Linked DNA regions of Mus musculus: region 1 is linked to region 2. A link is a contact called in public promoter capture Hi-C data. All regions are on one chromosome and are shown on one strand. The core of a region is the stretch at or near the end of the contact, and the rest is flanking DNA. Distances in the headings are between cores, read along the strand shown.

Region 1 (4,367 bases), core at 880-3,379, 1.5 Mb after region 2:
AGCTAAGTGGATGCCACAAAGGGTGTGTCTGAGAACACGGAATTGACTGAGTCTGAGTCAGACTTTGCCCTGGTGGACTTTAAGATGCCCTCGGCTATAACGGTCTCACTGGGGAAAAGCTTGACTTTGCCATTCTGTCCGGCCGCCGTGTCCTTCAGGGGCTCCAGAAACACGACTCTTTTACCTGCCTTCCGATCGTCAGCAGAGGCATCGCCAGTGGGGCCAGGACTGAGAATGGACGAGTGGGCACTGCTTTGGCTCAGCGTGTTTTTCTGTCTCTTGGCTTTGCATTTGCATGGGCACGGCGTCAGGTACAGATACAGTAGCACTAGAACTATACTGGCCACGCAGGCAGCCAGGGTGGTAAAGGCCGTGTTAAACGCCTCGTGGGCGTGGGATCTGTTTATGGTGAAATTGCTCACGTTGATCATGATATCCACCGTCTCGTTTAACAGCCGCTGCCTGTTCATTGCGATACAAGAATATACCCCGGCGTCCTCAAAGCCAGGGTTCTCTATGACCAGACTTCCGTTGTAAAACACACGAAAGTTCCCCATGTCTTTATCTGGCTCCAGCAGCCTGTTATCGGGACCGACCCAGATGAAATCAGTATTTCCATTGCCAGTCTTGCTGTCACAGTGGACGATCGCCCTCTCCCCAACCTGAGCCTCGTGGATAAAGCCAAGTGCGTGGAAGGAGCCGTTGATAACGCTGTAAGAACAGTTCAGAAAGCTCTCCTGGAGCAGCTGCAGCTGGTGGGAGTGCCTGGAGTCAGACCACAGGCGACAGGTATAGTCATTCTTAAAATCCATCACGGAGCTAAAGTGCCTACGGTACCAAAAGATCAGCAACGAGTACAGAGAACAGTCACATACAAATGGGTTCCCGTGAAGGTAGATGCCTCTCAGCTGTCTCCCCGGCACTAAGTTTATATGGTGCATCGGTATGGAAGGGATTCGATTATAGGAAACATCTAAAAATGTCAGATCAGCCAGCTTGAACCTCCCAGTATACAAATCCATAGGGAACTGTGTGAGAAAGTTCCCACTCAGATAGAGTTTCTGCAAGTGGGAAAGCCCCCCGAACGCTGCGGGGTCCAGATAGGAAATGTGGTTGTTGTACAGCAGCAGTACTTCCAGAGCCTTCAGCTCTTGGAATGTGGCACTCTTTACCGACTTCAGCCTATTGGATGATAAGTCCAGACACTTTAAATTTGGGGTTGTGGAGAAACTGCCCGTGGAGATGCTGGTGATGTTGTTGTGGCGAAGAATTAAGGTGCTCAGCTTGACAAACGACACCGGGATCCAGTCGGCATCCAACAGTCCGATTCTGTTATAGCTCAGATCCAGTCTTTTAATCAGTCTGAAAAGGTTCCCGGGCACCTTAGATAGGTTTTTGTTGGTGCAGCTGACAATGTCGGTGGCACAGATGCAAGCAGTGGGGCACATTCCTGAGGCGCTGGGGCTCACCATCACTGCGATCACCAACAGACACAGCAGCTCTCTGCAACCCGGTTTGACAGCTCTAGGCAGGGTGGGCAGTGTGTGGAACCTTAACGACATTATGGTCGCCTCTGAGTCTCTTGCCAGTCGCTTCTCATCAGCTCAGTCTCCCACCAATCTGGTAACAACATTTAAAACGGGAGAAAAGTACAAGTTAACTGCCACTAGTTAACCCGTTAGAGTTATTCCGTAATTGCTTTCATTCCAATTAACTTTTGAAATGGGTTCCATCTCCAACAGGGGTGGCTTTTTAATAAAGAACCTGTTATATGCATTTTTCCTAGATTACTCCAACTCAGTGAGATTTCCAGGTACCTTCTCTCAATGCGACAGTCTCAGCATGAGAAACTCAGGCTTTTTTGTGTGTTTTTGTTTCTAAAGGATGCATTCTGCCTTAACTCCCTCCACCGACACACACAAAAACACACAATCGCATCCCATAAACAATTGAACGGAAATACTTAGCCAGCCGTCGGTCTAGCCGACCACTCACAGCGCTGGGAAGCCGCAGCGGCTCGGAGAGGCCGCCGACGGCGGTGCGCTCGGAAGGTCCGCGCGTCCGCCTGCCGGTTTGCGCCCCGCGCGCTCGCACCTTCCCTCCAGCTCCCGGTGGGCGGCAGCCTCTCAACTTTGGCGAGTTTCGAGGCAGCGGCGCGGGCTCCCCGGCTCTCTCGCTCGGCTGCAGGTACCGCCGGAGCTCGGCCGCGCCGGGAGCGGGGTGGGCGGCGGGGGAAGCCGGCCCGCCGGTGGCGCTCGCAGGCTGCAGGGCCCGGGCTCCCGCGCCCGCCGCCCGCCTTTTATCCCGTGCGCCCGGGGTCGGGAGCGGGCGGGAGGCGGGTCCCCGCGTCCTCGCTCCTCGGGCGCCGCGGCGGGCGGAGCAGGGGAGGGGGGGCGCAGCCAATCGCAGAGGCGGCCCCGTGCGGGCTCCGCGCCGCCTCTCGGCCGGGTGGGACCGCAGCGAGGCCTGCGACTCTGCACCCCCAGGCCCCGCGCCCCTCGCCCCGCGCCCGCGGGGGAGCCGCCCAGCCCGGTAGGGAGCCGCCCAGGGTGCCGGGGTGCCGCGCGCCGGAGCCCGCGGGCGGTGGCCCGCAGGTGGCACCCCACCCCGATCTCGGAGCCTGGCTTTAGGGGCTGGGGCGAGGGGCCTGGCGGGCGCTGTGCACCGGGTGCTTGCTGGGGTCCCCGCCCGGGTTTGGAGGAGGAGGAGGAGGACAGGAGCGAGGGCCGCGGCGCGTTCCCTCGGGCACCACCGGGGCTTTGCGGGGGGAGGGGGTGCGGAGGCGCCGCGGGGACGCCCCCCGGTTCCCTGGGAAAGTTCGAGCCCTTTTCCTAACTCGGAGACGGCGGCCCGAGGCACCGGGCCCAGCTCTAGAAGCAAAGGGGCAGGAAAGAAGGCTTCCGGTTGGAATGCACAGATAAGGGCATTAGCCTTTAAAAAAAATAAACAAAAAAAACAAAAACAAAAAAAATCCAGAGTCGCGCTGGCGGCTTCAGGACTAGGATTAATTCGGTAGGGGTGGCTACGCAGAAGGACTTGTCCCCTAGAGGCCCTACAGCCACCAGGGCTCCAGTAGACTGAGCTAGCATTCTCGGAAGGCACAAGCTGAACAAGGCCATGTGAAAATGAGGGAGAGAGCTTGAAGCTGGTGGGCTTTTCGATTACAAATCCATTCTTGTTTAAAGGCTTAAACGATGGGATTTGACTGAGCCAAGTGATCCATTTGGCCGTTGTGTACGGATTAAAAGAAATAAATTACTGTCCCTAAAAAACCATGCTAGCCACAGTAGAAGGGCTTAGGGAGCCAATGAAAGGTAGACAAAATTGGGGAGACAGTGAGGGCAGAGCACATGAATACAACTTTAAAAACCAAAATGATCCCCCCCCCCCCCCACGGCATCCTTAAATTTATCGGAAAACTTCCTGAGTGAGTTTTTGGCATGGATCTGATGGACCTGTGTGTTGCGTTAATGTGGACTGGTTCCGGGAGAGCTCAGCGATTCAGGGTTTTCAAGGGAGGGCAACTTGGTTCCTGTTAGTTTCACTTTCACTAAAGATTGACTTTTAAAACCACAAGCATCCAGCCTAGTGTGCTCCAGGGGTGCATTCTTCATTTCCCCAGAGAAATAGGTTTAAGATTCCTATCAGACCACACGCACACCCCCAACCCCCGGGCTTCCCCCAAGAAAACCTCGGGTTTAAGGCTCAAAGTCACAAAGCTGAGCGGTCACCTGGAAATGGAGTCAGGTAATCAAAGGAATGTTATTTAAATGACCAGTAAGTGACTGGGTTTTGCAGTCCTAAATGGAAGGAAATTGGGAAGCTGGTTAACCCGTGCTTATCACAAAATGATCTAAAATGGGTGGTTTTTTTTTTTTTTAAGAAGTGGAGAGTGGAAGTTATGCTATACCTGCAGGCAACTCTCAGAAGTATCTTGCCATCACCCCACAGCATAAACCAGCTGTACACAAACTCGCAGGGGGCAGGTCTATATAAGACCAGCTCTCTGGACTCCCATGCATGTCAAAGGCAAGAGAGGCATGAAAGGTGTGTGTTTACTAGCCTGGAGACAAGAAAGCTGACTTCAGTAATAGCAAAAGGTATGGCCTTACTTTGCGGAAGGTAATGTTTTTTTTTCAGGTTTATTTATTTGATAACCTTTATCACCTCATGGATCTCCACCATGTTAGTCAATGTTCGGTTGCTATAACAAAATACCTAAATGGGGCGCCTTTCTCAAATGAAATTGAACCCACAATTATAGAGATTGGCTGTCCAAGGTCATACCTCTTGCTCAGTCCTGCCTCTAGAGGAGAACCCACAGGGTACTCACAGCAGGGTGGATGGTTGAAGAGTAAGTCAGGGAG
Region 2 (3,921 bases), core at 576-3,075:
ATATATTGATCGATTGAAAAAAAATAATGCATGAGAAAAAAAACTGTAGGAAATGCATTAATGTACCAAATGGGGTGTACTAACAATAGATGCACAGCTGGCCTAAGTAATTCAATTTCCTTGTGGCAACAGTCATGTCTACACAAAAGACCACAATGGCTCTGTAACACTTATCAAGCAAGAAGCAAAAGGCATCTATAAAATCTCTTACAATTTCCAAGTGACTCACTGAGACTTAGGTCAGAATCAAGCCCAAGAATTTTCGAGCTATAAAGTAGCTTTAGGTCGGAAGATCCAGAACTTCTACATCTGCTGAGAGAACCTAGCAGGTCAGTGATGAGACCGGGTGGGTTGGAAGAAGTGGGTGGAAAGGCCTCTGGAGGCACTTTCTGAGGTGCATATAGTAAAAGGGCCACCCCAACACTGGCTATCTGTGGTTGCAGACAAGATGCTCACCTATCGGGCGGTCAGGTGAAACAGTGGCAGTAACTCCTAGGCAGAGATGAAGCGACCACTGTAAAAACTTTTAGTACCGGACTCAGCGGACTCAGCGCACGAAAATCGCCATGGCTAAATGAAGATGGAAACTTCCTCCTGCAACCCACACACCTCTGGAACCGAGAGTTCACTAAAGCCTTCCCTTCCCTTCTCAGTTCCCAGTCTGTCCTGAAGCCGAGTTTTGCTTCAGAGTCCCCCTGCTTCGGCCTCTGGAGGGCTGGCATTATAGGTCATAACTGGTATTACAGGTCGCAGATGGCATTTCAGGCCATAGGGGTCATTGCTAGCATTACTGGTCCCGGCCTCTCTTCCTCTCTCTCCCTCTCATAGTCTCCTCATCTTCTCAAGATCTCCAGAGTTCTGCACTTACTTTTCATGTTACAAGTAGTCTTCTTTGGTAAAAACCGGAGCTTAAGGAGCAAGGAGAGCGTCTCCTGGACGTTTTCTCTAATTTGTACTGTCCTTTAGTGCATATTCGTGATTAAATTCCTGCGTTATTATTGATCGCAATGTTTTTTCCCTTCAAGTGAGAACATTAACTATGAGGTTGGGACTATAGATAAGTGGAGAGTACTCCCTTAGCACGCCAGGGGTGCTGGGCTGGACTCCTAGCATCTGAGAGGCGAAAGAGGAAAAGGGTAAGAATATAAAAGAATAAAACACACAGTGGATGTAGTAGTGTCTTGTCATTGAACATTGACTAGGAACGGGCTCAGGAGGCAAGTGCTTCTCCAGGGAGTGAGCGACAACCCGGGCACTGCAGGGAAGCCACCATTCACCAGCGTCCTTGAGAGCAGCTGTGCAGACCCAAGGACTTGGTACTCCCGCCGCATCTGCGCCCCAGTCCTTGGGTTGTCAGGGCGGCATTCCTTCACTCTCTACCGTCATTTCCCCCTTTCGTTTCTTTGTCCTTCCTGGTACTACAGTTTCCCATATTGTCTTATTAAAGAGTTTACACGTAGCTATGGCGTGTTTTGTTCGGCCTAGTTCCGGGGCTTGGAGGGCACCCCGCGACCACTCCCCGCATGTGCTCCTTCGGGCGGGGGCACAGGGGCTCTCCGTGCGCACGTGTGTCGTTTTCCTCCCCCACACTAAGCGGGCACCTTGCAACGTCTCGTCATTCTGCAGATTAAAGACCCTCGTGAGCTCATAGAAGCCGGCCTGCCTCTGCGGCTGCAGCGCTCCCCGCAGGCGCGGCGCGGCTCGCCCGGCTTCTGCCACTCCCCTTCCCCCAACCCCCCCAGCCCGACTTCCTCCCAGGCTCCTCGCAGCCGGGGCGGTTTGATCTGGGGCGGGAGCGGCGGCGTCCCTCTGGGCATGCTCAGTCGCAGGCTGAGCAGCGCCTGCTGAAGCAGAGCGCGGGCGGAGCGCAGCGGGGCAGTGCCGAGAGGGCAGAGCGGAGCTTGCGGCCCGAGCCGAGCGGAGCCGAGCGGAGCCGAGAGCAGCCGAGTGACGGTCTCCGGGAGACATGCAGATGATGACTAGGAAGGTCCTGCTGAACATGGAGCTGGAGGAGGACGACGATGAGGATGGAGACATTGGTGAGTGCCGGAACCGGGGCCAGGGCAAGGGGGATCCGGGGCGGACGCCTCTGCGCGGAAGCCGAACCTCCCAAGCAACTTCGGGTCTTTTTCCTGCGTCCGCTCCGGGCGGTGTTTTGGGGGCCCCTGCTCCCGGGTTCACGACACACCTGAGCCGGATTCTCCGAGGCCACAGGCTGCGCCGCTGCACCAGCCCGCAGAGACACAAACAAAAGGGCTGGAGCCGCGGGCGCGGGGCAGGGACGCGGGGCGACGCCGGGCGGAGGACCGTGGCACGTTTCCATCAGGCCTCCTGGATGTCAAAATGTTCCCTCTCAAGGCCTCCAAACACTTTACAAAGTAAATTTAGGAGTTGGGTGTGGCTTTTCCTTCCTTTCAGGTTTTGCTCACAGACCAATCAAAGGAATTTGGTAACTCCCAGGTCTAGACGAACTTGGGAATTCCACGCCGCGATTTAGCCTTGGCCTTTCATTGTGACAGCGGTTTATCAGGCACTCCTCTTTGTGGAGAGAGCAAATAGTATTCCTTTTTAAGGAGAGGAGAAAAGTGTGCCCAGGTTAGCCTTCCTGGAGCCTCACACTGTCAAGTAGAAGTTTCTGATTTCCCAGAGTTGAGCAAGTTAAGGCTCTGCACCTGGCGGCTGATTGGGTAAAGGATGTAGGATGCTCTTGTCTCATGAGACTGAACAGTTAAGTGACCGTTTACATAAAATACCACCCACGGGAGCAGCGTTAAAAAGTTACACTCGTATTAGCACAGTTAGTTTCTTAGGGAAATATTCTTGTCTGTCATAGTGAGGCACTCAAGTGAGATCCAGCCGGAATAGAAATTGACATAAGCAAGAGGCTCTGAGTGTAAGCCCTTGCTGCCCTCAGATTTCAATTTAGAAAGAAAATCTAATTTGGTCTAGCCTCTGTTACATGATAGGCATCATAGGTTGTCTTCAGACCCTGCCAGTAGGCTGGCTTTGCTTTTACTGACCCATGTAATTCATGCTTGTTCCACGAAGTAAAACAGCCGATGTAGTTAACTACCTCTGCCTCTTCTTACTGTAGCCTCCAGTATTTAGATTCATACTTTAGATAGCAGACAGCCTGTTTGGACAGGCAACGTTTAAGCAGGTCCTGGCAATTTTTGGTTGTCCTTTATTGAATTATGAATTTCATGTGGATCATAGTTATGTTTTTGTCCCAGACGTTTTACCAAACCTATGAACGTTTATGTTACTACAGAATTATAAGCCTTCTTGAAGGTTTACTGAAGTAGGTTGATAGACTATTATGAACTAATTCTAAATCCAACAGTGGGAGAGGAGGCGCTGGTGAAATGGAGGACTGCAATTGAAACCTCTGCCTCCAATCTTGTAGTGTTAAAGCTCTTGGTTAGTCTCTCTCTTCGGGACTCCTCACTAGAGGGAGCGTTGTATAGTTGTTTAAAGCATAATCAGCGCCCATGTTAATTTCTGTTAAATTTTGCTTAGCTTTAAAATTCAGAGCAGGAAAGTTACTTTGACACGAGGCCCCAACGTCATCTAAGGCAAACCTCAAACAACGAAAGTAAACCATTTTAAAGTAGAAGATGTATCACGGAGGTGTTCCACCCGCGTGTGTGAAGCCGAGTCTTCTGGGAGGCCGGGTTGCCCGGCTTTATAAACAGTTACTTCAGGTTGTTGCTCGGTACTTAGAGAACTAACTCTGGCCGTTGTTCAATATTTAGGTACCGCTTTAGGTGCAGGAGTAGCCTCCTTGCCTGGCATGAACCCACATGGAGAATTGAAAATGGTATCTTTCCCATGGTTGTCTTCCTTGTTAAGTCGTGACCATCGGAAGTAACCCAAAAGGTGCAGTGATGAGTGAACCCATGGGGCACAGTTTTTTGTTTT

The links. Promoter capture Hi-C pulls out the DNA fragments that hold promoters and counts their contacts.
Region 1: a promoter capture Hi-C map of liver shows a contact between it and region 2, with 2.2 times the contacts expected there. The contact joins the promoter of Pced1b here to the promoter of Ano6 in region 2.

The regions. Positions count from the first base shown.
Region 1 is chr15:97,244,978-97,249,344 of GRCm38.p6, forward strand. It overlaps Pced1b (PC-esterase domain containing 1B), which reads left to right and starts at 2,130. Exons shown (of 6, transcript NM_172293.4): 1 at 2,130-2,187. It overlaps Amigo2 (adhesion molecule with Ig like domain 2), which reads right to left and starts at 2,310. Exons shown (of 2, transcript NM_001164602.1): 1 at 1,996-2,310; 2 at 1-1,620. The coding sequence starts at 1,562. The coding sequence ends at 3.
Region 2 is chr15:95,789,018-95,792,938 of GRCm38.p6, forward strand. It overlaps Ano6 (anoctamin 6), which reads left to right and starts at 1,826. Exons shown (of 20, transcript NM_175344.4): 1 at 1,826-2,039. The coding sequence starts at 1,967. All of the region lies in intron 1 of A130051J06Rik (a long non-coding RNA gene), which reads right to left.